Linked DNA regions of Rattus norvegicus: region 1 is linked to region 2. Evidence: chromatin contacts called from public Hi-C data. All regions are on one chromosome and are shown on one strand. The core of a region is the stretch at or near the end of the contact, and the rest is flanking DNA. Distances in the headings are between cores, read along the strand shown.

The links. Hi-C and Micro-C count contacts between places; a contact is called where the count stands out from the background.
Region 1: a Hi-C map of Schwann cells shows a contact between it and region 2, with 7 times the contacts expected there. The contact joins the promoter of Hyou1 here to the enhancer-like site in region 2. A contact is called at or near these places in 2 of 12 Hi-C or Micro-C datasets (Schwann cells and mammary epithelial cells).

The regions. Positions count from the first base shown.
Region 1 is chr8:53,601,533-53,604,232 of GRCr8, forward strand. Hyou1 (hypoxia up-regulated 1) reads left to right here and starts at 1,350. Exons shown (of 26, transcript NM_001034028.1): 1 at 1,350-1,392; 2 at 2,318-2,415. The coding sequence starts at 2,325.
Region 2 is chr8:53,227,691-53,230,390 of GRCr8, forward strand. No RefSeq gene overlaps it. Among named protein-coding and RNA genes, the nearest start is that of Thy1, 57 kb to the right of the region's middle. Within about 2 kb of position 1,376, at least 7 of the 93 cell types and tissues checked have an H3K27ac peak or open chromatin away from gene starts, as enhancers often do. A contact at or near this core is called in Schwann cells, where this site is marked.

The sequences.
Region 1 (2,700 bases), core at 100-2,599, 370 kb after region 2:
CCATATACGTGTGCATTGCACACATAAAAGGGATAGGACCGACAACTTACATGCCCATCACTATGGCAGATAAACCCCACACTATGCAGTGTTGTACACAATGTTGTACAGTCGTAAGGAGGCAAATCCCACCAAATAGAAAATTCTTGGTTGAAAAATAGCAAATAACTGTGGTTTTTTGTTATTGTTCAGAAAATGTTACTTTTCTAGAGAGAGATATGTGTGCAAATCAAAATGAGCAAGAACCTTAACATGCTATAGATGAGAGTGGAGGGTTGTGTCGGGGATTTACTTTTTTTTAATAAATCTTTCCAAGACTGCATTTGTTTCCTCTGGTGTGGTTACACTGCCTTATAACTTTAAGCAAAGGTCTGTTTCTTTTCTCTTTTTTTTCTTTCTTTCTTTTTTTTTTCGGGGCTGGGGACCGAACCCAGGGCCTTGTGCTTGCTAGGCAAGCGCTCTTTTTTTTTTTTCCTTTTCCTTCCTCCCTCCCTCCCTCCTCTCCTTCGTGTGTTTGCGTGTGTGTGTTTGGTTTTTTGAGACAGGGTTTCTCTGGGTAGTTGTGGAACTTGCACTGTAGACGGGCTGGGCTTGAAGCACGTAGAGATCTGCCTGCCTCTGCCTCCCAAGTGCTAAGACTAAAGGCCACCACCCTCCAGCCTGTTTATAATTTTTATATCACGTGAATATTAACTTCTTTCCTTTTTATTTTTGAACAGTGCTGTTGATGGAATCCAGAGCCTCAAGTGCAACAGACAAGAGCGGTATCACTGAGCTACGTTCCCAGCCCTAAAAAGAAAGTGACAGTACCAAATCGAGGTTCAGAGTTAAAGCCAAGTTCTGTCACAAACACGGCTCATCTCCCGCCCATCAGCAAACATCATTTTAATGGGATATATTTCTTCAATGAAACCGGAAGGTTCGAGTAACGCAGCGGTCCTCAGATAGCATGCCCAAGCCCAGGGCAAACGTAGGCGCTGCAGCGAATGCAGCTCAGTACTATTCCTTCGTGCGGATGCCCCAGGTAACCGGAAGAAGGCCGCGGACTTCATATCCCACGGGCGCACCTGCTCCCACGCGGGGCCCGGCTAAGGTTCCGCATCGAAGCGTCTAGCACCAAGGTTGGAAGAAGTCCCGCGAGGAGCAGGCCGCGAACCGTGACGTGGGCCAATCCGCAGCCAGCACCGGCAGTTTCGTCCCAACCGGTACTCAGGCCCAGCTCCGGCCTTGGGGGCGGAGCCGGAGAGGGGCGGGTCTTCTACGTGGCCCAATGGGGACGTGCGCCGGGTCTCGGGGGCGGGACCAGGTGCGCAGAGCTGGGCCGGGCAGCGGAGGCGCCAATGAGCGTGCGCCGCGTCCGGGGCCGGCTGGTACGCGAGACGCTGCTAAGAGGTTGGTGGCCACTGTAACAGTTTGCAAACGAAGGGGAGTTGTGAAGGGCCTGGGGTTGGGGTCGTGCTGCCGGCCCTGTGGGTACGTCCTCGCCGTGTTGAACCTGGAGCGAGGGGCGCAGGAGCTGAAGGCCAGAGGGAGCAGGGGTGAGGATGGAGCAGCGGTCGGGCCGCGGCTCCTAGGGGAGGCAGCGTGCTAGCTTCGGGGGCGGGCCAGTAGCGGGAGCGAGGGCCGTACGGACACCGGTCCCTTCGGCCTTGAAGTTCAGGCGCTGAGCTGCCCCCTCGCGCTCGGGGTGGGCCGGAATCCATTTCTGGGAGTGGGATCTTCCACCTTCATCAGGTGAGGCTTAGGTGAACACTCATCCGGCTAGTAACCTTAGCCTGCACAACGTCTGCGTAGGCAGCGGGGCCCAGGATTGGGATGGGCAAGGAGGGTGGGCTGGACAATGCTCCAGGGCTGCAGAAAAGGGGACAAACCCATTTATGCCAGCCATCCCCAACATCATCACCTTCCAGTTCCTGTCCAGGCTCAGCCTGGCTTTCCCTGCCACCAGGGGAGCTCCAGGTATAAAGTAGTTGAGCCAATTTCGAGGGTCATAGCCATGCTCCAGGTGTTTGACAGGTACAGTGCTGTGGTGTGCCAATTACTTGCCTGTACATGGACGGAAAAAAGGTCGAACCTCCTCCTCCTTTGTCTAAATAAGTGGTTGAAGGCCTTTTTGCTTCGGCCCGAATGTAGGACACCTGGGAGGATGTTTAAAATGATTGAAACTCTCCAGGAAGGAAGAGAAGGGTTTCGAGCTGCTGTGCTTTTAGCCAAGAGTGCAACAGATAAGAATCTTAGAGCTTGTCTGCTCTGGGATGTGGTTCTGTTTCCTTCTTCATTCAGCATCCAGTTACAAGTGTTTTTCCTCCTCCACCAGGGTCACAATGGCAGCTACAGTAAGGAGGCAGAGGCCAAGGAGGCTACTCTGTTGGGCCTTGGTGGCTGTCCTCTTGGCAGACCTGTTGGCACTGAGTGGTATGTACCTGGCAGAGGTGTCAAAGCAGAGTAAATGTAAGAATAAAACAGCACGGGGCTGGGGATTTAGCTCAGTGGTAGAGCGCTTGCTTAGGAAGTGCAAGGCCCTGGGTTCAGTCCCCAGCTCCGAAAAAAAGAACCAAAAAAAAAAAAAAAAAAAAGAATAAAACAGCACACAGTGCCTACCTGAGTTTAGGGTTGCTGGATCTAGCCTTTTTTCTTTGTCTTTGCCATGGAAAGCAGACTGATTTCATTGCTTTAACTTCAGAAGGTGGAAAGTTGTGG
Region 2 (2,700 bases), core at 126-2,625:
ACACGCCCCATTTAGTCTCCTTGAGGCCACTTTCCAACACCACCTCAGGTTAGCCAAGGAGCAACTGCAGTTTTAGGAGGGAGATACGTGTGCCTGCACCTGCATGTGTGTGCATTTGTGAATGCATGTGAGAGCATGTGTACACATCGTCCTGTGTGTGTCTAGGGGTGTGTTTGTGATGGGGTGGATGTAGGTGTGTCTTTATAAACAGGTTCCTGAATAAATATGTATGGTGAACCCAGAGTTTCCCCTCCTAGGCATTGCTCTTCTCTCCATGACAGCCAAAGCAGGCCGAGGTTACCCAGAAGCCTTCTGGGCCTGAGAGCAGAGCAGCCTCCAGGGATGGTCTGGTCAGAGCATTGCTCAGCTCCCACCTCCTCTGCGTCAGGCCCAAGATGTCCAGACCCACTTGCTAGGAAGGCTTTGCTAGGGCTAGGGGCTCCCCTAGGCCTGCCTCAACTCCTTTCTTCCCCGACCTGGACTGGATTCTGGCCTCGAGGCTCTACCCCCATCCTTCTCCGAGTATCTCAGTGCCTCTCTTGGGTTCAGGTCTGCAGAGAAAGCTCCTCCATGGCAGCCACCTTGGCTACTTCCACCTGTGACACCGCTTAGCTTTTCCACCCGAAGCTTGGAGTCTCTAATGCTGCCCTGCAGTCATTAACTGCAGGGACACACACCCCTCCCGCAAGCATGACATCCCCAAATGCACCGACAGCCATCCAAAGTCAAGCAATTTCAAGTGAAGGCCATGAGCGGAACCTCTGCTCCTCTGCAGAACCAGGAGCAGGGCAGCATCTGCAGAGAGCAGAGGACCGCTCACCTGCCAGCCCACAGGCAAACAACAGAACAAAACAAACAACAAAACAAAACACACTAACCCAAAGCAAGCTGCAGGGGGAAGGGTTTATTTCATCGTGCACTTCCCAATGACAGTCCATCACAAAGGGGAGCCGAGACGGAACTAGAGTAGTAAAGACCTGGAGCAGCCATGCCTGTCTGGCTTGCTGGGCTACCTCTCCCCCCTCCCCCTCCCCCTCCCCCTCCCCCCTCACCTTTTTTCTTTTTCTTCCTTCCTTCCCTTCTTTCTTTTTTAATCTTCCTTTCCTTTTTAGTCTTCCTCTATAACTTACCAGTTTATTATTTTTGACTTTTTAGTTATTCTTTTTCACATCATGCACCCCAGTCCCACTCATCCCCCCCATCCCCCTGTATCTGCCCTCTGCCCTTGCAACCACCCTCCCAAAAAAAACTAAACAAAGCATAGAAAACATCTCCCCACAGTGTGTCAGTGTGTCCCACAGTGTATCCCTCTGTCCACACAGCTTCACTTGCGAATGTTCATTGCAGTGAGTCACTGGTCTGGTTCGAGATCGCTGGCTTCTGCCACACTGTCAGTACTGGATCCTCACCGCGACTCCGCCCAGTTGTCCTGTGTTGCCCTGTGACATGAGATCCCGCAGCTTTGGATCAGCAGGGCTGGCCCTTTCACATGTCCCAGCAGTTCACAGATGATGTAGATTTTAGGGTGAGCCAACATGGAGCCCTGGATCTGGGCCTGGGTGGCAGCTCTCCCTTAACCGAGCGCCAGCCACCAGGGAGTTCCCAGCACTAGCTGGGCCACACAGCCTCTGGCAGGAGGCAGGGTCAGCTCTCCCACTCTCATGCCCTCCAGGCCGGTTCACCCACACCCACACCCACACCCATGCCTCTGGAGTCAGCTCCACTGGGCTGCCCAGTAGCAAGGCAGGGCCCACTCTCCCAGGGGCTGTGGCTGGCAAGGGGCAGGGCCAGCTCACTGCTCTCATCTCCACACTGCCTCAGATGATGAGGGTCTAGAGGGGGCGATGGCTTATATGGCCCTTCTAGGGAAGGGCCACTCCCACTGGTCCGGGCCCTCCTGTAATAGTTAGAAATTAAGGGGGTTGGGGATTTAGCTCAGTGGTAGAGCACTTGCCTAGGAAGCGCAAGGCCCTGGGTTCGATCCCCAGCTCTGAAAAAAAAGAACCAAAAAAAAAAAAAAAAAAAGATATTAAGAAAACGCCTTACAGACATGCCCGCAGACCAATCTAATGGAGGTGGTTCTTCAGGCGAGCGACCCTCTTCCCAGGTGACTCTAATTTGTGTACAGATGACAAAACTGACTAGCTCAGAAGCAACGCTGCTCCTCCCACCCCCAGCCCCCAACCCCCCAATCCCTAACCCCCAGCCCCCAACCCCCCAACTCCCCAGCCCCCAATCCCCCAACCCCCCAACCCCCCAACTCCCCAACCCCCAGCCCCCAACCCCCGGGGCAGTCACAGATAGGAGTTTCAGGAGTACAGGAATTCAGAAACACATATTCATACATAGATACATAGATACATACATCTGTATACATACATATGTCATATACACATGCATATAAACATACGTACCACCATATATTCTGTATGTTCTGTATATGTATATCCACCCATATATACATGTGCACGCCATGCATCTAGCCATCCAACAATGCACATTACCGGATGTCCTGGTCCCTCACACCCTGAGTTGGACACATTGAGATCTCCTCCCCCTCCTTGTCAAAGTGGGAAAGAATCCAGGGGGAGGATGTTTTCCAAAGCTTGTTCCTTGGTAGCGCTGACTAATGGAACTTCCTGTGGTGTTCTGTATCTGTACTGTCCCCTGGGCGCCACCATCTCTAGCCACACATAGACA